Linked DNA regions of Arachis hypogaea: region 2 is linked to region 1. A link is a contact called in public Hi-C data. All regions are on one chromosome and are shown on one strand. The core of a region is the stretch at or near the end of the contact, and the rest is flanking DNA. Distances in the headings are between cores, read along the strand shown.

The links. Hi-C and Micro-C count contacts between places; a contact is called where the count stands out from the background.
Region 2: a contact with region 1 is called in a Hi-C map of an unstated tissue, with 5 times the contacts expected there. The contact joins the promoter of LOC112716088 here to the enhancer-like site in region 1. A contact is called at or near these places in 3 of 8 Hi-C or Micro-C datasets (leaf and an unstated tissue).

Annotation. Positions count from the first base shown.
Region 1 is chr10:98,801,338-98,806,771 of arahy.Tifrunner.gnm2.J5K5, reverse strand. No RefSeq gene overlaps it. Among protein-coding and RNA genes, the nearest start is that of LOC112717797, 13 kb to the right of the region's middle. Within about 2 kb of position 3,076, at least 2 of the 3 cell types and tissues checked have open chromatin away from gene starts, as enhancers often do.
Region 2 is chr10:98,865,421-98,870,854 of arahy.Tifrunner.gnm2.J5K5, reverse strand. LOC112716088 reads right to left here and starts at 2,316. Exons shown (of 3, transcript XM_025767937.3): 1 at 2,175-2,316; 2 at 1-1,938. The coding sequence starts at 1,838.

The DNA of each region.
Region 1 (5,434 bases), core at 1,827-4,326:
AGGATCATCCTAACTAAAGGAAAAGATTTGATCATTGAAACCAACATTAAGTTTGATTTTCCAATCTCAAAAGTCAAGCTAAATATGAAGCTTTAGTTGCAAAATTGACATTAGCATATGAGGTCGAGGTAACAGAGCTTTTGGTGTTCAGTGATTCCTAAATTGTAACCTCCAAGTTAATGGCGAGTATCAAACTTAAGTATTAGAGTATCAAACTCGGCAAAACAAAAAATCTCAAAGAATGAAACTGCACATCCGGGGCAATAAATTCCCTAACGGAATACCCAAGAAAGATATAAATCAGGGAACAAGGAAGCTCAAGACAAGTAACAAAAACATATCGCTATCTCCTATGAACACTTCTAACTTAAGAATTAGAGTGTCTTTGTAGGGAGCCCTTCCGGCCTGGTATGAACATGGTCCAAGTCAGGGTTTTTGGAACACTTCATCTCGTTCTGATCAAAATGTACGAACACAGTCCAAACTATAGTCATACACCATAAGCAACCATTCACTTTCCTGCTAAACAGACAAACATCTAGGAATATAGAGAGATCAAGAAAAAAAGAAAGTCATCATCACATTTATTTCTACTCCACTTCCATTTGGCTATGCTTTTTCTTTTTCGTCATTCACCTCTATTTCTGCTTCAACCACAATTCGCTTTAGCTTTTTCATCGCTTGCCTTTGATTTTGCTTTTAACATTCACCTCTATTTCTGCCATCATTTGCCTTTGCTTCTACTCTGTCTCCCCATTTGTCTCTTATTTTGCTCCATCTTTGTTACCATCAACCCATCCCTTCCCCCTTTTCCAACCTTCTAGTCTCTTGTTGTTGTTGTTGTTGTTGTTGTTGTTGTTGTTAATGTTGATGTTAGTGGGGATGTGGTTATGGTAAGGTTGGAGGCGACAACAATTGTAATTTAGAGTGAGGTAGGTGACGATGAAAGTTAGAATTTGAGGATAGGTGGGTGGGTTACGACGGAGGACTCAGGAGAGAGTTGGAGTGAGATTAATTTAAAATTTAGAATTTAAAATTGAGATTGAAAAGGATAAAATCTAAAAAACAATGACTAATAATTCATTGTAAAAAGATTAATAATAAGTTTATAACTAAAACACATTTAAAATATCAACGACAAAATTAAAACAAATTAAATATTAAATATTTTTTAAAACTTTTAAAAATTTTCTTGGACGAAAGAAAAGTTTTGATTCAATTAGCAGACTAAATTTTTAAAGTGGTTTCTGAGATTGATGATGTATACCAAAATTGTCCTTGAGATTTCAATCGCACAAATTACATCTCTGAGATTGAAAAAATTGTACCATATTAGTCCTTGACCCGTTTTTCGTTAACGACGCGCTAACGTGGACTTTTGGTGACACGTGTCACCTCATGGTTTGGTCATGTGTAACAATATGATGACGTGTCGGTCAACGACACGTATCATGCTGACATGGATGGTTATGTCACGTGTCATAATAATATTTTATCACGTGTCAGATTATGCCACATGTCACAATATTATTTGTCCCGCGTCATCCACTATGTCATCGTTTCATATGCACCAAATTGCTCCCTTTCTTTACATCAAATAACTCAGTTAGTCTCTGAAATTGAATGTCGTGTACCAAATTAATCCCTTCATCAGTTGTTTCTCTTTTTTTATAAATTCAAAATTTTTAATATCTTTGAATACATTATTTTTAATTTTATCTTTTTACAAGTTATTTAAATACTAGTGCTTTTATAAAATATTTTTAAAATTTTAGTTTTAATTATATAAATTTTTTTCTACAATATTTTATTAAAATAAAAAAATTATATGAGATATTGATATTGATTTAGTAAAGAGTGTAAGTTAAAAGTATAATAATATTTCTTAATACAAACTTTTTTAATATTTTACATCTTAATAAATATTTTAAGAATACTTGATAAGGTAATTGTCAGCTAATATAAATTCATTATTCCACATCCGTTTTAAGAATGTCCAATTTTTCATATAATTGACTTCTCACTAAATTAGTAAGATAGATTTATACTGTCGATTATAATAATTCGTTTTATCTGTAACTTAGCTAGGCGGCCTTTTCATATATTACACTATTAATTAATATAAGCACTTATTGTAACCATGACTTGAACAGTATTAAAACAGATACAAATAAATACAAGAGCCAATAATAAAGTTTTAGATTTAGCTAGCACGTGCTCTAACGATACAAGTTAAAATTATTAATTAAAAACTTAATTATAAAAAATTGTATAATAAAAATATTGATAATTTTAAATTTTCAAAAAAAATGAGAAAAAAAACTAATGAATGGACTAATTTGGTACACGACATTCAATTTTAGAGACTAAAATGAGTCATTTGATGCAAAGTAAGGGACCAATTTGGTGCATATGTATTTAATTATGACATAGTAGATGACACGTTGACAAATAGCATTGTGACACATGGCATAACCATCCATGTCAGCATGCTACTTGTCACTTATCAACATGTCATCATATCGTTACGCGCGACCAAACCCTGAGATGACACGTGTTACTAAAGGTCTACGTCAGCGCGTTATTAACAGAAAATAGGTCAGGAATTAATATGGTACAATTTTTCAATCACAGAAACATAATTAATGCAATTAAAATTTCAAAAACAATTTTAATACACAATATCAATCTTAGAAACCACTTTAGAAATTTAGTCTTAATGAGCATGATCTGGCATCCAAAAATAATGAAATAAACATATTTTGGAGCTAATCGGATAACTCATATTAAAGAATTTTTTTCTTACACAACACACACTCACATACTACTATTATTATAAGTTTTATATTCCACTTCCTCAGTTTTTTTTTTTTTTTTTTGGGTTTGGATTCCACTTCCTCAGCTTAATCTAGGATTTGAATCCAGTGCAGTTCTTTGTGAGGCATCTAATATTGCCGACCTTTTTGTTTGGTTTTTTATTTTGGTATTTTGATTGTTGGTTTATTATATAGGGCTCATATCTTTTGGGCTTTGTTCAATGGTGGACTTATTTGAAATCACGGAGTCCAGACCGATGATGGTATACTAGAGTGGTCATCATGAAGGGTCCCCCTCCAAAAATAAATCATGGTGTGTTCTTTGATACCAAAGTCCAAAACAACAACTAACCGTATAAACATTTATCTTTTTTAAGTAAAATTAAAATGGACCAAAGGCTCCTAAAGTTTTGTTTTATTATGGATTGGACAAAAATATCCTCCTTACATAGAGGAACTTATCATTCCAATATTAGATCCATAAAAATTAGAAACTTAATAGGTCTTATCCATTTAACCTATTGAAAAATTTCTTGACAAAAAAAAAACCTATTAAAAAATTTAAAAAATAGTCAAAATAGCGAACCCAATTAAAGATGCTTATTTAAAAAAAATATGCTTATTTATTTAAAAAAACATTTACTTTTAATTTTTTTAAAGTTCAAAAGATCCATCTGTTATCCTATTTGCTATTTGGATCTCAAAATTAAGAAAAAAAAAACAAAAATATACTGAGAACAGTGACAAATCCAAAAAATTTTGACAGTGAAAACAAAATATATATAATATAATAATTTTTACAAAAAAAATATTATGTATACATAAAAATCAGTTATCAAATTATTCATTAATTATTATATAGTTGTATATAAATACATGTATTATTTAATTCATTTTTAATATATATTTTGTATTTCAATACATATACAAATAGTTATTTTTCTATGTACATATAACATAATTAGTCTTTAAAATATCTAATTTATAAAATGAGTAATCTTTTTTTAACCATACAATCGAAAATATCTCTCTTTATATAAAATAATATTATACATTCAAGTCTTTTTGTCAACCAAATTAGTCTAAGATAACAAAATCAATTATGACTAGCATTATTCCAAATCTTATTGTTTAATTTGGTTAGATTTAGTTCATAAAAAGACTTGGCGTGTAATATTACTCTTATAAAACCCGAAAACACTTAACACACATATCACGGCATCGAATGGTAATAGAGAAGATTACAAATTAGCAATTTTAAGGCTAAAGAAGCATGTTTTCAATCATAACACAAAATTAGGAAGGAAACTTAAAAACATATAATTTACATGAATAAGTGTGAGAATAATTGACAAAATCCTCTTAATTTAATCCAAAATATACCATAAAATAGTGGTTTATCAATCTCCCCATATTTAAACATTAGCATGTCCTCATGCTAAGCTCAAGGGAACCAAAAGAGTGAAGGAGAAATGGTGAGACTTATGCAATATAACTTATTTATATGAATGCAACTACATGCTAAATGTTGCTACCTAATTGGTTAAAAGTAAATAAATCCTCCATGAACGAATATAAACTGAATCCCACTAATTCAAATCTCAAAATAAAGTACAAGTAGACTTGCAAGAAGAAAGCTCGTGAAAGTCGGAAACAAAGAATCGAGCACCGAACCCTTACCAGAAGTGTATCTGCTCTAATCGCACAAGTGTTTAAGAGTCGATTCTCTCGATTCTCTATTAATCTTGCTTTCTGAGACTTGCTCTTCTTCTACCAATCAACACAAATTTAATGTACGGATACACATATCAAGAGGTCTTTTCAAGGATTGTAATAGGGTTAGGGTCAATGTAGGAATGTATTTGGTTAAGTGGACTAAAATCCAAATCCTTGATTAATCTAAACTTCTCACCTAACCTAAGACAAACCATGTAATCAAAATACAAAACCTAACTACCCATTAACCATGTTTTCCACATATTCATGCATCCCAAATTTAAATACAACTCATATGCATTGCTATCACCACTTACTTTGGGAAATTTTGTCCCCTTTTATTGCTTTCTTTTTTTCTTTTTTTCTTCTTTTTATTTTTCTTTATTTTTTCTTTTTTTCTTTTGTTTTTCTCAATTCATATGATTAGAGTATCAAATGCATGAACATGCGCCCAAAATTCTTTTCACATTTTTACAAAAAAGTATAACATACCCAATTCCCAAACCAAATGTTTTCACACCCAATTTTTCCACACTTAATTCATATAGACTCTTACTAGTCTAAGCTAACCAAGGATTTAAATCAAGGACATTCATTATTTTCTGCTTAGAGTTAGTGATGAGCTAAAATAAAGAACAAATGGGGTAAAATAGGCTCAAAATTGGTTTGCAAAGGATGATAAAAGGGTAAGGTCGTTTGGGTATGTGAGCTTAGTGAAACAAAGGCCTCAATCACATAAGTGCATGCATACATCCAACAATGGAAATATAGAATCAAGCAATATCACAATTTTAGAGAGAACAACACACACTAAAACTGTGTGTTCGAGCTCTAAAATCATGTTCCAAATTAAATTTTCTTAGGCAAGTTCAACAAAATTATTTTATTCAAATTAGTGAAAT
Region 2 (5,434 bases), core at 1,067-3,566, 65 kb before region 1:
CTAGCGTTGATGGCGAGGAACGCTCCTGTGGAAGGTAAACTTCCATGGAAACGGTTGTGAGATACGTTAACCTGAACAAGAGATTCCACTTTCCCCAAATTCTGCGGAATCTCGCCGGAGAATTGGTTCTCCGACAAATCAAGAAGCCCTAAAACTGGCATCTCCGCAAGCTTCATCGGAATTTGACCGTTGAGATTGTTATGACTAAGGTCTAACGCCACAAGCTTCTTGCATGAACAGAGTTCTTCAGGAATAGTACCATAAAGATTGTTGTTTCCGAGCTTCAACTGCACCAAATCCTCCGAATTCCCGAAGATTCCACGAGGAATTTCACCAGCGAATCGATTCTCTGATAAGTCTAAATCTTCCAATTTCTTGCTCCCGAACGAGCTCGGAATCTCGCCGGAGAAGAAATTGTTAGCCAGATTAAGCATTTGAAGAGATGGCATGCTCCATTGTCTATCATCGATTCTTCCAGAAAGTTGGTTGCCAGAGATATCCAAGAAGTAGACCTGAGTGAGGTTGGTGAATTCCTCAGGCAAATTCCCAGAGAGCTTGTTATTCTGGAGACGCACTCTACGCAGCGTTTTGCATGTGCTCAAGCTTCTCGGGATTCGGCCTTCTAATTTGTTAGAGAAGAGGATGAGCTTGTAAAGCGTCCCGGAATTGCACAGAGTTTCTGGAACCTTCCCCGTGAGGTTGTTAGAAGAGAGATCCAAAACCGTTAGGTTGTTACGCTTCCCAAGTTCCGACGGAATCTCCCCGGTCAACGAGTTTGACCACAGCTGAAGCACCTGAAGCCGCGGCAAAGATTCCAAACCGTTGGGAATCTTCCCTGAGAAATTGTTCGAAAACAAATGAAGAATCTCAAGCCTTTGAAGATTCATCACGAGTTCCGGAATCTCGCCGGAGAGAGAGTTATCGCTGAGGTCAAGAGATACAAGCTTCTTGAGGTTGAAGATTGAACGAGGAATCGGACCGTTGAATTTGTTCTGGTAGAGGAAGATGTACTCGAGATTCGTTAAGCTTCCGATGGATTCAGGAATCTCTCCGGTGAGGTTGTTATACACAAGATCGAGGTGGTTCAATGAAGTTAACTCACCAATGGCACTGGGAATTTCACCAGAGAGATTGTTGTAACCGAAGTAAATCCACTTCAAATTCTTCATGGCTCGAATGTCTTTCGGGATTTCGCCGACTAACTGGTTCGAAGCGAGGGTGAAGTACTGTAGATTTTTCAACTGAGTTATGGAACTCGGAATGTGTCCGCCGAGAAGGTTGCCTCCAATGTCAAGGTAGGTTAGGGATGAGAAGAGGCCAATTTGGGGAGGGATCTCGCCGGAGAACATGTTGTTGGAGAGGTCAAGAGTCTCTAGGAGAGAAAAGGAGGCGGAGAACAAGGAGCGAGGGGGAGGGCCGGTTAGATTGTTGTTGCTGAGGTTGAGGTAACGAATTGGGGAGAGAAATGGAGGAGGTTGATCCAAGTATAGGAGCTTCGTAAGCTGGTTGTTGGAGAGGTCGAGTGATGTGAGGTTTGGAAGGTGGAAAACGGAGGAAGAAGCCTCGCCGGAGATGTTTTTACCGGCGAGGGAAAGGGTGGTGACGACTATGACATCAGATATGTTCTTGTTGCAAGTGATGCCGTTCCAGTTGCATAAAGAAATGGTTGGGAGCCAGTTACTGAGAGAGTGAAGTGGATCGTCGTGGATTGAAGCTTTGAACGATAAGAGAAGCTCAAGGTCTTGTTGACTTTCAGTTTCTTTGCCATGTGATAAGTTCAGCAAGTTGAGAAGAATTAGCAAGAACAAGAACCTGAACCACATCATCACTCTGGGCATGTCTTTGACAAGGGTCTGTTCTGTGTGTGTCTTTTTAAATAATTCTCAGTTTTCTGTGTTGTTGCTTGTTGATGGATTATTGAACTCCTCGGATCCCAAGCTGTAAAAAATAATAATCAAACTTCAATCTATATAGGTCCATTAAAATATTATGCAACTTTTGAATTAGTTACATAAGAGACTGATGAATTAACTACTTGAGTACTTCTAGTAGCTAGCTAGGTCTAGCTACCATTAATTTAATACACTCAGTTTTGATCGTAATTGAGGAACATGCATGCACATAAAAGAGAGAAATTGCTTAATACAAAGTAATGACAGGGTATAATTACGAACCTAAAGACCATAATTATTGTGGACAGTTGGTTGTTTAAATTGCTGATGATGGAGAAGAATAATTGAAGAACTTGGACTGAAAGGATCAAGATTATTCTTTGATCACAAACAGTACTATTTGAAGGAGAATAAGGTGGACGTGAGAGAGAGAGATGTGTGCGTGCTTAAATAGATGGAAAGGGTTTGTGGAGGATTTCTTTTTGGCATTGAATTAGGATATAATTACGAATTTGCCATCCTTGACTTACTTTGAAATTGGTGTTTGAACACACACAAACGGTTGAAAGGGAACCAGGGACACTTGCGAAAATAATAAAATAAAAAAGGCAAAAAATAGAGGGCTCTGATTTTGTCGGATTGTTACTAAAATGATCCTTTTTGACTGACTCACTCACTGACCCCTTGCGAAAGTGACAAAGAATTTCTGTATCCGTTGAAAAAAAGGAAAAAAAAAAAAAAACGCTTACCCTGCTTTGGTAAATGGTAACCAAAAAAAAAAAAAAAAAGGCATCACAAGGAAACAGAGACTCGCTAATTAAACATGCACAAGAATTTATTAAAATGTTTGTACTTGAAACTCTTGTTTCTAGGATTATTGTGTTTGACTAATTTTAGTTATAATATTACTAGTATTAGTATATGGCATGGGATCTCCCATGAAGATCAAAGATCCATCTTTTACGCAGAATTTCGTCTCATGATAGCATAATCCTGGTTCTATAATTATCTGTCTTTCCAATAATGACTAAATTAATTTGAATAATTTTTAAAAAATAATAATTTAAAAATATTTTATTTAATTTATCATATATAATATTTATAATTGTACAGTTATTATATTTAATAATATTATGTATTTATTTTAATAATAATTAAAAAATATAAAATAAAATAACTTTAAATTAATTTTGGCTAATTTCTACCGTCTTTTTGTTTATAAGAAGTGTTCGTGCGTAGTAAACCGAGCTTGATATATAACTCGTCCTATTCAGAGATTGAGCTTGCTTTCGTTTAAAGTAAAAAAGGTATGCGTCGACTTTAAGAGGAACAACGATGACAGACACCTATAAAGACACTCCAACATTCAAATTAGTAAAAATAGAAAATGAGTATAATATTACTCAAAGTAAGTAGCATACTTTTTACATATTTAGAGTTTGGTATTTATAGAATGTAATCATTTTCAAAGAGGTTGAGATATTAGCCTGATCTTTCGGCCATCATTTGAGTTTGTTATTGAGTAGGTTGTTATTAGCGAGATTCTCTTTAATTGAAGATAAGCCACATTTGTTATTGGATTCGGATCCGATTTATAGGCATAGTTGGACCGGATTATAACTACCGAATCACAGCCTCCAAGCTTAACCTGTGATTTTTTTAATACGACGAGTTGAGTTTATGAGTTTTTGTGATGCTATAAATTGGAATGATGATAATAAATATAGATCGGAATAGTGATTGTAATGATAGTTCGGAATAGTAATTGTAATAATAGTTCGGAATAGTATTTGTAATTCGGAATAGTAATTATAATTTAGAATAGTGATAGTAATAATAGTAACTCCCAAACTCAACTTGTTGTATGTTGAAAAGTGATAGTCATGCTTGGAAATGGCTTTACGTGAATAGTAGAGTAAAAGAAATTTGACAATAATTAAGAATAATGGTTAAATAATAAGGATAAGCCCCCAAATTTGATTTGATGGCATGAAGAATAGAATATTTCTTGAAAGAGAATGATGTTGGTATGTAGCGGCTTAATTTTTGACTGGTTCGACTTATAGATACAAATTTGATTGTGGTTATGCCGACGTGTAGGTATTTGGTTGCTTAGAATGGGTCTGGCTTATAAATAAAAATTTTGACTGGAGTTATTCCGATGTATAACCGTCTAGTTCTTTGGATTGAATTCGACTTATAATTGCCGATTTATTTTGAGTAAATGGAATGAATAATAATGAATTGGTATGAAGTAAACGAAATAGAAGAATATTGAATATAGGTAGTAAATGAGGTGATAGAAGTAATTATGACCTGCAGTTACTTTTTTGTTTACTAAGGGTATAATGACCAGTTTTGATGAAGGTGAAATTTGAATGAATGGTGTTGATGGAATTTGAAAGTAAAGAGTTTGTAATAGTCATTGTTGATCACTTAACTTTGGTAAAGGATGGATAAAACGTGGGTTAGGTCTTCTTTTGAAATAGAACACAGACAGTATGTGAAGTCATTTGCTGTGTTTGTTTGAGTCTTGTGATTTAGGGATGGAGAATAGAGATTAGTCTATTTTATTGTTCTTACTTTGTCTTCTTCTATAGCGTGTGTGGGCCTTGTGTAGTAGCCTCTGATTTGAAAAGATGGGGATGGTAAATGAGAATGAGAAAAGGAAGAAGAAAGATGATAAAGATATCATAATTAAGGAGGAGTTCATATGGGATATGAATGACCTGTTTAGTTGAATGTCTGATTTGGTGAAGAAGCGTTGTCGGTTGTTCAGTATTTAATGGTAATGATAGTGTGGTGTATTTGGGGACAGCTTGTTGGGTTAGCGAAAGCTTAAATATAAAGATTGAATTTTTTCCATGCACAGCTTTGGATCGTGTGTTCCATAGAGGAGAGGGTTTTGAGTTTTTCTTCATGTATTCATTTGTCTTAGTTAATATGAAGTTTTCTTCATCAGTTTGAGTATGGTGTGCTTATTCAATTGATGTGTACTCCATCTTAACTACACCCAAATACATGGGTGTTTGTTCGAGGATTTGAGATTTTGATAGATTTTTTGAAAGTAAAACCTTTACTGGAGGTATTTTTTGCTCTGTTTCAGTTAAAAAGAGTGAAGGGGGTTGGGTAACTCTTAGTGAGAGTCCTGGTCGAGCAATGTTTTGCGCCTTTAAATCCTTATTCAAAGGATTCAATGAGATGTTTTTGAAGGTTACATCAACGGAGAATAGCTTTCCCTTTTATGTAGATGAAATGTTGATTGAAAGATTTTTGTTATAATGGGATCCGCAACCAAAGCAAATCTTAGGAATGGATTATATGGGTAGTAAGGAAGAGATAATTGTGACTTTTCTGATTGAGGGAATATCTTCTCATAGATTGTTATCGGTGGCCAAATGATTGGAATATGAATCTGATAGAGAGGCTTTAACTGATTATATAGGTAAATTTGTGTTTGCAGAATGCTCTCAAGGATCTTGTTTTGAAGGATGAGGAGTTGAAAAAAAATAAAGAATAAAGTTGGAGTTTTGGAAGAAAGA